Linked DNA regions of Zea mays: region 2 is linked to region 1. The links are chromatin contacts, called in public Hi-C maps. All regions are on one chromosome and are shown on one strand. Each heading gives the region's core, a stretch centred on a gene start, on an enhancer-like site or on the middle of the called end of the contact. The rest is flanking DNA. Distances are from core to core; before and after follow the strand shown.

Evidence for each region. A called contact is a pair of places that touch in the nucleus more often than the background predicts.
Region 2: a Hi-C map of tassel shows a contact between it and region 1, with 3 times the contacts expected there. The contact joins the promoter of LOC100277216 here to the enhancer-like site in region 1. A contact is called at or near these places in 2 of 25 Hi-C or Micro-C datasets (ear and tassel).

Annotation. Positions count from the first base shown.
Region 1 is chr2:208,438,173-208,443,633 of Zm-B73-REFERENCE-NAM-5.0, reverse strand. LOC103647697 (ATP-dependent DNA helicase SRS2-like protein At4g25120) reads right to left here. Exons shown (of 31, transcript XM_008672206.2): 31 at 4,950-5,320. The coding sequence ends at 5,231. It also overlaps the pseudogene LOC111590863. Among protein-coding and RNA genes, the nearest start is that of LOC103647697, 49 kb to the right of the region's middle. Within about 2 kb of position 3,198, at least 9 of the 20 cell types and tissues checked have an H3K27ac peak or open chromatin away from gene starts, as enhancers often do. A contact at or near this core is called in ear and tassel, where this site is marked.
Region 2 is chr2:208,781,001-208,786,634 of Zm-B73-REFERENCE-NAM-5.0, reverse strand. LOC100277216 (protein LAZ1 homolog 2) reads left to right here and starts at 1,367. Exons shown (of 5, transcript XM_008672211.4): 1 at 1,367-1,642; 2 at 4,111-4,406; 3 at 4,485-4,619. The coding sequence starts at 4,299.

The sequences.
Region 1 (5,461 bases), core at 1,949-4,448:
CAAGGCTCCCGAAACGGAGCACCGTCCCGGGTCGGAGAGGTTGCTGGAGACTGCCCATCTGGAGCTTGACGGGAAGCTGTTCGTCAACACGCAGCAGGCCCCTACCTGGCGCGCCAACTGTCGGCGTTCCGAGACCGGGGGGTCCCTTGGGCCGACGAGTGAGTGTCGCCGCGTGCCCCAGCCTAGATGGGTCGAGCGCGAGGGCGAGCGCGAAGGGGGGAGAGCGAGGTGGCCGGTGACCGGCGTGAGAGAGGTGGGAATCCCGCGGCCTTCGTGTTTGTCCCGCGCCCAGGTCGGGTGCGCTTGCAGTAGGGGGTTACAAGCGTCCACGCGGGTGAGGGAAGCAAGCTGCTCCAAGCGAGCGCCTGTCTCGTCCTCGTCCCCGCGCGGCCAACCCTCCTTAAGAGGGCCCTGGTCCTTCCTTTTATAGGCGTAAGGAGAGGATCCAGGTGTACAATGGGGGGTGTAGCAGAGTGCTACGTATCTAGCGGGGGAGAGCTAGCGCCCTAAGTACATGCCGATGTGGCAGCCGGAGAGATTTTAGCGCCCAGCTGGTGTGATGTCGTGGCCGTCGGAGGAGCGATGGAGCCTGGCGGAGGGACAGCTGTCGGAGCGGTTGGGCCCTTGCTGACGTCCTCTTGCTTCCGTAAGGGGGCTGAGAGCCGCCGTCGTCACAGGGTATGCGGGGCGCCATCATTGCCTATCTGGCGGAGCGAGCCAGACGGGACACCGGTCTTGTTTCCTGCGGCCCGAGTCAGCTCGGTGTAGGGCGATGATGGCGCCTCCTGTTGATGTGGCTGGTCTGCGCCCTAGGTTAGGCGATGTGGAAGCTCCTCCGAAGCCGAGGTCGAGTCTGTCTTCCGTGGCCGAGGCCGAGTCCGAGCCCCTGGATCGGGCGAGGTGGAGGTCGTCGGCTGAGGCCAGGGCGGAGTCCGAGCCCTGGGGTCAGGCGAAGCGGAGTTCGTCGTCTTCTGGGGCTGAGCCCGAGTCCGAGCCCTGGGTTGGGCGGAGCGGAGTTCGCCGTCTTCCGGGACTTAGCCCGAGTCCGAGCCCTGGGTCGGGCGGAGCGGAGTTCGCCGGCTTCCGGGACTTAGCCCGAGTCCGAGCCCTGGGTCGGGCGGAGCGGAGTTCGTCGTCTTCCGGGACTTAGCCCGAGTCCGAGCCCTGGGTCGGGCGGAGCGGAGTTCGCCGTCTTCCGGGGCTGAGCCCGAGTCCAAGCCCTGGGTCGGGCGGAGCGGAGTTCGCCGTCTTCCGGGACTTAGCCCGAGTCCGAGCCCTGGGTCGGGCGGAGCGGAGTTCGTCGTCTTCCGGGACTTAGCCCGAGTCCGAGCCCTGGGTCGGGCGGAGCGGAGTTCGCCGTCTTCCGGGGCTGAGCCCGAGTCCGAGCCCTGGGTCGGGCGGAGCGGAGTTTCCTGTGGTGCCTTCTGCAGGACCTGACTGCCTGTCAGTCTCACTTTGTCAAGTGGCACTGCAGTCGGTGTGGTGCAGGCGGCGCTGTCCTTCTGTCAGGCCGGTCAGTGGAGCGGCGAAGTGACGGCGGTCACTTCGGCTCTGCCGGGGGGCGCACGTCAGGATAAGGGCGTCAGACCACCTTTGCATTAAATGCTCCTGCGACTTGGTCGGTCGGTGCGGCGATTTGGTCAGGGTTGCTTCTTAGCGAAGGCAGGGCCTCGGACGAGCCGGGAATATGTTCGCCGCTGAAGGGGGGCCTCAGGCGAGACGAAAATCTTCCGGGGTCGGCTGCCCTTGTCCGAGGCTAGGCTCGGGCGAGGCGTGATCATGTCCCTCGAATGGACTGATCCCTGACTTAATCGCACCCATCAGGCCTTTGCAGCTTTGTGCTGATGGGGGTTACCAGCTGAGAATTAGGAGCCTTGAGGGTACCCCTAATTATGGTCCCCGACAAGTTGATTGATCAATTTAATTTATTAAATATTCTGATTGGTGTTCAATTTAATTTATTAAATATTCTGATTGGTGTAATGGACATAATAAGACACATATTTTAAACAAACCCACTATATTATGTTGTGTTTTAGTTGTGTCTTATACTTGTAGTATCGTGTAACAGTGTTAGAGTTGTTTATGCCCTAAGGTGTGGGTCTGATTTAGATCTAACTCACGTTACTGATCAGAATTAACTGCGAAGGAGTTGTTTTCGTTTTGCTCCTAGGCTGTTAGCCCATCTTCAGCCGATTGTATATACAGTCGTGAAAAATATTATTTTAAATTATAGATTGTACTATTTATAAAGTAAAATTTGAAATAGAAGACCAGAGATGAGATGGATACCTTAAACATACTCGACACTCCCAAAATAAAATACGCATCTCGCTCTAGACAAACAAATAAATTCTAAGGTTAAGTATATATAATATTAATGTTTATAATAGTAAATAGACATTATTAGATTAATATATCATATATTTATATTAATCTTATTTTTTAAAACTAGTATAAAAATATGTATTTTGAAGCAAAATATTATTATTTATTTTGAAATAAACAAAATATTTAATAGTGGATATCTATTGTTAACAAGTAAAATATGAAGGCATACAATCGTATTTAATGAGCGACTCTAACAATCATATGTTTCATGTCCATTTTCATAAATTATTTACTAAACAGAATTGTTAGATAACCATAAAATCAAAAGGGCCAGGGCACGACCATTTGGAACGACAGGACAACAACACCGTAAGACAAAATGAGTAGGGTGGGCAAAATATCCGATACTCAAGCACCGAACCCAAAGTACCTGAACCCAAATCCAAAGTACCTGATGAAATACCCAATCACAATTTCGGGTAACAATTGTAAAACTCTAAATTTAGTTTGGGTAGTTCAAATAATATTACTCGATACTTGAATTGTCCAAATTACCCAAAATATAAAGACATAAAGTGGTTTAGTACAAATAAATCTAATACAAGAAACAAATTAATATAGATTTATGCTAACTTGATAATTGGTCAGCAAAAAGTTAACTGAATGTTTGTTTATTTTATTTATATATATATTGATATGAAACTTGAATTCTACGTGATAATGATTTTTTACGGACTTGCTTAATTTTGTTATATGGTCTTTTTGGTCCCCATAAATTATCGTGTTGCGGCCACCACTGCCGAGCCCAGGTGAGGCGTGCGCAGCGTGCGGATGGACCGGCAGCCGTGCTAGGCATCAGCACGGCGAACCCGCCGACGTGCTGGGCCCAGGACGAGTACCCCTACTACTATATGCGCGTCACAAATAACAGCGAGCACCTCACCGACCTCAAGGGCAATGCAAGCTCACCACTTCACCAGGATATGTAAGAAGTCGGGTATCAAGCAGCGTTCATCCTCCTGACCAAGCCTGGACTTCACCGGCCGCACGCAGCCGTCCGAGATCACGCTCATCGCCTTCTACGGAACGGATGGAGGCTGCCTCGACAACGGACAGACTCTGTTCGGCGACGGCGCCGACCTCGTGGAGCGCCCGCTGTTCGAGGTGGCCTTCGCCTCGCAGACCATGATACCGAGGACGCCATCTCCATGCACATCCACTCCAACCAGATTCCCCGGTTGCTGGGGTGCGAAGTGGAACGATGCCTCCGGCTGGTCGTGGTCGACGCGTTTGGCATCAATAATGCCGATTGGAGCGACCTCTTCTGGGCGATCCATCCTGACGGTCGTGCCATTCTGGACCACATCGAGGGACTGCTCGGCCTGAACGACGGCAAGCTGGCGGGCAGTCGCCACGTGGTCAGCGAGTTCGGCAACATGAGCGGCACAACGGTGATCTTCGTGCTCGAAGAGCTACGCCGCCGACGTCAGGCGGGTAACCTGCAGGAAGGCCAAGCGCCGTAGTGGGGGGTCACGATGTCTTCGGACCGGGAACCACAATCGAGACCATGGTGCTACATGCACCCGACACTCTTGAGGGAAATTAGAAATTCAAATTTAAATGCGCAAGGGTATTCTAATTAGTCCTTATTTTTACACTTAGTTAGGATTTTTCTCATTTTAAAGGCTGATTTGGTGATCAGGGATCACGGGAGGATTGAAGAGGATTGAACCCTAGAACCCCTCAATCCTCCCATAACCCTCTTGTCACCAAATCAACCCTAAGAGCTACTTTGGAAACCTCAAACCCCCTTCGGGATTGGAGGAGATTGGTGTGGAAATGAACTAATTTCCTGTCCTAAGGGTATTTGTTTCCCACCTCCTAAACATTAGTGAGTTTAGTCACTTTTAGTTCCTAAATTTTCTAACACTGGCTAAATAAGGTATCCCAAATAGTCAGAATGACTATAGTAAGCAAAAACTCCCTAAGGATAAAAAATGAGGATACTAGTAGAACTAAAGGCATCACTTTGAAAAATGTATTCCAATTCATCAGATCCATCAATAAGTAAGACTGGACCTAAGGCTGGGCGCAGTCGCGAGCTGTAAAAGCTCCCCTAAGATTTTACAGTGGACGCGGGAGCTGCAGCGGTAAACTGTACCGATGACTGCACATGTATAGAGGACACCGAAAACTCTATATTCAGCGCTTGCACTCTCTCACTCTATATACAGTGACAGCCGGTATGGGTGCGGACAGCCGGTAGTTGAGAAGTGGGAAAAGGTAATATAATATGTAGTAGTTGGTATAGAGTTGAGATATAGAGTAAACATGACTGCAGAGGATTGTGGTATAGAGTAGATAATCTTGCTGACGGGGATAGAATATTCCTTTTAGAGTAGAAATTTAGAGTAGTATGAGTGCGGATAGCCTAAGTAATTGACCGAGTGCTAAGTTAGAAATAGTCCCCTAATTATCAGCTTTTGACTTGCATTGTTTTTTGATTGAACTTGTTTAACAATAATGGGTCATGTGTTGGGTGTAGAACTTTAGGTGTCATTTTTTTTCATTTGCTTAGATGACAGTTTATTCAGTGTAATGTTTTTTTATCTCATGAATAATAAACACAATGGAGTTCATATAAGTAGGAATGGAGTACAAGGTTAGCCAGTGCCTAGCCAATACCACTGCCAAGGCCCAAGAGAAGCAAAAACTCTTGGTGTCACAACAATGCAGCATGTACTACAGGAATATGGCTAAGAAGAACAGACAATAGATATGATCGGAGCTGCCGTACAACCTTGATGTATCCAGTACACAACACTACTACATTTGTAGTATGGACGGCATGTACATAAAAAACAATAAAATGTTGTGATTTGTACTTTCTTCAACCAAGTTAGAGCGATTTGTACTTTTCGATAAGATGTGATGCGTGTAAGCGAGAAGTCGGAGTGATGGTGCACCCCAAGCTTCGAAGGTACGATATCTGGGGGACAAACAAGGACGAATTCTGTTCAGTTTTCTGATAGACAGCAACATGGGCTTCAAAAACAACAGGCAGAATCATAAAGAGCACAGATGCACAGCAATGCAAAAACTAACACGCTGATGCAACGAGATGAACGAG
Region 2 (5,634 bases), core at 118-2,617, 340 kb before region 1:
GAGGGCGGGCACAGCCCCTCGGCGCAGGCGCGCCCGCCGGCGGCGGTTCGGCTGCCCGGCGTGGGCCCGCAGCGCCCCCGACGGCGCTCGACGGCGCACGGGTTCGCGACCCCCGACGCGCGCGGGCGAGGTCCCGGCCGCGCGGAGGCCCCCGGCCCCGACAGCACAAGCGCGCAAGCAAGCGCCCCTGGCGGTGCTCGACGGCGCGCGGGTTCGCGACCCCCCAGCAGCGGCTAGGCGGTCGGCCTCGACCCCGGCGGTGCGCGGTGCAGGCCCCGGCGCGCGGGGGCGTGGGCGCGCGGCCCCCCCCGGCGGCAGCGCGGGCAGACGACCCAGGCGCGCGAACGCGCGGTCTCCCGGCGGGTCGGGGGCAAGGCCCCCACGGTGTGCATGGCTCGGGCGCGGCCCTCCACGGGCGGCGCGGGCGCGGCTCGGGGGGCGCTGGCGCGGCGGCTCGGCCTTGGCATGCGCAGCGGCCACGGCAGCGCAGGCGCGCTGTCTAGACGCGCGCGCGGGCGAGTCCCCCGACTCCGGCGCACGAGCGCGGTGCCGCATGGTGCCTCCGGCTAAGCGGGTCCCGGTGCGGATACAGCCCCAGCGAGGCTTGGCGGGCGGCCATGGCGTGCGCGCAGCAGCCCCGCGGCCCCTCGGCACGCCGCCTTGCGCGGCCCCTCGGCACGCAGCCTTGCGCGGCCCCTGCATGGCGCAACGGCCATGGCGCTGCCTGTCGTGGGCGCGAAACAACGCGGACATCCCGGCGGCGCGCGACCACTTCAGCGCGCGCGCTCGTGGCCCTCTGCGCGGGCGCGGCCTTGGCCATGAGCGGGCCTTGCCAGTTCGCGAGGTGGGATCTGGCAAGCATTCATGGCCTCTGCAGCCCGCGAAGCCACGGCCAGGGTGCCAGGCAATGTCCTTCATGCAATTTGTGTAGAAATTGAAAGGACGACAGTGCCAAAAGAACACTTCAGAAAAGGGTAATGATCCTACCATTTTTAATGTTCTTTTCACAATATCTAGATCTGCAGGATCTGCCCTTGATCAACGTCTTGATGCATTAACTTTTGCAACCGCCTGTTAATGGTAGTGTTCGGCTTGGTCTTCTTGTTCGTACGACCAAGGAACTTCAGCAGAAATTTTCTTCTCTTATCTCGGAGCAGTGCTGATAACGTGTTGAAGTATACTCAGTGGTAACGAGATTGAGAGAGAGACAAATGACAGAACTGTTGTTCTTTATTGCAGTGACAGGACAATTTATATATAAGTGAAGGGGTGTATCCTAAGAGGTGTGTCCCTTGGGCAAAACTGTCGCATCCTTTGGATTGATTACATATGTAATATTTTGTAACAACCGCGAGGCCCGTGTGTCGACGCTGCCGGAGCCGTGGATCGGTGGATGCTACCAGAAACCAGATGGCAGTATGGCACGCCTCAGACGTCAGACAGTTAATCTGAGGGTTCACCTCCACCTGCAGCCAGATCGTCACTGCAAATCTGCAATTAGTCCTTGACTTTGCCAAGTGACCACGTGGACTGGCGGAGGGAACCGAGCGAGTGGCCCAGACGTCGCGACTCGCGAGGCCGAGGCGCGGCGGCAGCGACGACTCCAACAACCACGCGCGGAGGCTGCAGTGCTCCAGCCAAGGTGAGAGCTCTCCCGCTTACCTCAGGCGGTGGACGCCGGTTTCCCATGTACATGTGGCCTTTCTGGTCTGGATGCCATGCTCCTGCTCGCCCTGAGGTTTCTCGCCGGGGTATTGATCCAAAGCGGGTGCGACTGCGACCCTAGTCGGCAGCCGCCGTGCTCTCGCGACTTGCGGTCACGAGATTCGGTTCATAGGGCGGCTTGTTGATTGACGTAGAGGCACATGACTGGAACCGTGAGCTTTGAGTTGTCAAGTAGTAACAACCTACCTTTTGCCATCGGCTTCTGGTTTGCTTTACTTTGCAGAGTTAATGCATTTGACAAAACAGTTCCAGGAATCGCTGTGGCAACACGACTGAATGCAATAGCATGCTAAGACCCCTATTTATGTTTATGTGTTGTCTGATGTAGGATTGCAGCTAGGATTCGTGTATCATGTAGCCCTGGTTCCCAATCCTTGCTTGATTTTGAAAATATTATGTGAATTTCTACTTGTAACATCTCTTTCTACTTGTTGAGAAGTCCAAGGTTAAATTCTGATGCGCTTTTTACTAGAAAAGAAACGAAAACTTAGGTCTGCAAATTTGTTAAATTATTTCATATGTGTCTAGTGCTCAGGCCACTGTGTCGGCGCAGAAATCCTGCTTGCTTGATTATCTTCCCATCGAGCAGTGGCTGTATGTCCTACTTACTCGAGTGGCTTTGGATAATTAATTTTGCCAATTTGCTGCACAAATTATAGGTGTTCAAAAGTCAAAACACAGTCTGTTTTGTTTTTATATTCTTGTACATGTACAGGGGTGAAGTGTCCCATTCCATATACCCTGAGACGAAGCTGAGGTGTGGGTCAGTTAAGAGTGGAATACTCTTAGTTGAATGACTTTGGTGTCCTGTCTTGCACATATGTGAAAGGCTATGCTGATATTGTGATATGCGGTTCACAAAAAGCTATTTAGAAAATGTCCTAGCTGAGAGTCCTTTCATTCTCTGATGAATGAGATCCTTGCTCTAAACAGTAGTTTTTAACTTATAGCACCCTGCACATAATTGGCAAGTTCCTTATTTTTCAACCAATGAAACAGTGTGCCTTAATTGGCTCCATTTTAGTTAAGTGTGGATTATGCCAAGTCATTAGTTGGTGATCAATAGAGACATGGTGCCATTTGCTCTCTTGAAAAAAAACTGAATTTCAGTTACTGTAACTGAACATGTACCCTAATAAAGGAGCATAAGATAGTTTCCTTCATCAAGCCTCCTACAGAAGTATTCAACTGTTTAGGAAATAGTCTTCTTACCACACTCTAGTTAAGTAAATAAACTAGGAGGCTAGAAAAAACTATTTTCAGGATTCAGATTTATATTTAATTACTTGAAATGTATATAGCACATATCATATGGCACTGCTTTTATTCACAGTCATGCCCACTGCACAGTGGTTCTTTCCCACAGTTGCTTCTTTCTCTTGCCACCCTAATACTCTACCATCAATTTGTCCTTGCTCCCTCTTGCCTTGCAGTAGCTTTTGGTGTGCTGAATCCAACACCAGCTCCTCCTCCCTTTGTTATGTATCCTGAGGCAAGGGGCTGAGTCCCAACTGATTGTACCTTTTGCCTGTATGATATTGCTTCCAGCGCTGATCTGATTTCAGTTGTAGTATTTACTCCCTCTGATTCCAGATCTCCATGGAGGGAACGCAAGCTCAGGACACAGTTATTACAGTCACACAATATACTGTACCTATTCTATAGTGAAGCTCTGAATTTCATTTCTTTTTAAATATTTATACTTCGGCTGTTTGTATTATTGTAGCTACCATGAAAACAGTTGCTTAATGCATCTCTAGATCATTTCTATTAGTTCAAAAATCAATTATACAGGCTTTTGGTTCTGTGGTTGGTCTTCATTAGAAAAATCTAGTTACAGAAGAATGGTCACTGGATTAATCTAAATTTTGAACCCAAAACCTGGCTCTAACTAAATAAAAATCGTGCTTGCAAAACATTTGATTGACAACCTGTTCAGTGGAGTGCAGTTAAGCTGAGCTCAAGGTCACATATGTATGCCCTCTTAAAAGTGCACTTCTGACATTTGTGAGAAAAAAAGAAATAGATACAAAAATCTGTAGATTTTTTTTGGCAATATGTGCTACACTGCTTGTTCCAAAAAAGACAAATAACTTGTTTCATATTTGTGGGGGCAAATCAAATTATTTCTCCTGTCTTTCGTGTAACTCGCGTATGGTCTAGTTTTTCCACAAAAATTATCTGTGTTGACATACTTGTTCATGGTCTACATGTGTTTATTTGTTTTTTAGAAATTTTGGAAGTTCACAAAGTGCATGTTTCAAATATTTGTGCCGCATTGTGTTGTATTAATGTCCTCGACTCCTCTGTTAATAAGGGTTATGTTTGACTTGTCATTAGCATAAATGTATCCTTCGATAAAAAAACCTAATCTATAGTTTTCAGGCACCATGTTACTCATGTCTCCATTCCCGGGGATGGATCTAAGTAAAATGGATCCCGCGACTCTGACCCTCCTTGGGGCAGCTGGTTGTGTAATGCTGACTATGCATTTCACTGTGCAACTGGTGTCACAACATCTCTTCTATTGGAAAAACCCCTAGGAGCAGAAAGCTAGACTTATTATTGTGCTAATGGCTCCACTATATGCTATCTCTTCCTTTGTGGGTCTTCTTGATATCCAGGGTAGCAAGACATTTTTTACATTCTTGGATGCTGTTAAGGAATGCTATGAAGCACTGGTGGGTCAACCATATGATTATAAGCCTAAATGAATCTTGCTGTTTCACTAACACTTCAATTTCCTTACAATTACGAAGGTGATTGCTAAGTTTATGGCATTGATGTACAGCTACTTGAATATATCCATCAGCAAGAACATAGTCCCTGATGAAATCAAAGGGGGAAAGGGGGGGGGGGTGCTTCATCATTCCTTCCATGTTTCTGTTTTCCTGGTACCTTTCTTATGCCTTGGTAGATAAAACTTTTTTCCTAATTTTTTATAATTGCTGCTTAAGTTTTGTAATGTGGCCTGTCTATGGTGAGTTATGTTATAGGTTCATACCTGGGATATCTATAAGAAAGCTTACTTATTTGAAGGAGACAATCATTTTTTTTTCCAGTGGTCCGTTAGTCAAATAATCATTTGTGTAGCTTTTTTGTAGAATGATTGAACTATATACTTAGTGGTGACTGGTGAATAAGATTACACCAGTTTTACCTTTTATTTCAGATCCAGTTTCTTTAATTATATTTTTTCCAAAGCTTCCGGTGTTGTGTTTGAACTTCAGTTTCTTTAATTATAGTTTTTGAAACCAGACTAGAGGGCGGGGTGGGCTCGACTGCTCGAGCCCCTCTACCACCGTTGATCCCTTAGAGCCCCCCCCTCCCCACCCCCAACCCCCCAAAAAAAGCAATTTCCACCATTGCTGTGAAGAGTAGGAGGGGGCGAGGGGCTCAAGTCGACAAACTGCTGTCTGGAGATGGAAGATGACCTCACGACTTGGGCCAGTGAGTTAATATGGGATTATTTCCTTCGTTCCCACCTGAACTGGAGAATAGAATCATATACCCAATATCCAATACTCTCATGGGAAAAGTAAAAGTATGCCCTCCAGTCCACCACTTCACTTCCTTCACCCTCTGGTTGCTCATCATGATATCACCACTAGCCACCTTTATCCTTACTGGGTCACACTCTTCTACCTCCAACCTTAACTTCACCATCTGCTTGCTAATAAAACTGGTAGAACTTCCAGAATCCACCAACATCAACATCTGATGTTGAACCAATGCCCTGAGTCTGATACACTGTAAATCATCAGTCCCACTAATAGCATTAAGAGATAACTAAAGATCATCTTCTTGTTTCTCCTCTTGCTCTATCTGCTCCAAAACCTCAGGAGTCAGGAGTCAAGATATGTAACTGGACTGTCTTCCCCTTTTGGCATTTCACCTGATGACCAGGAT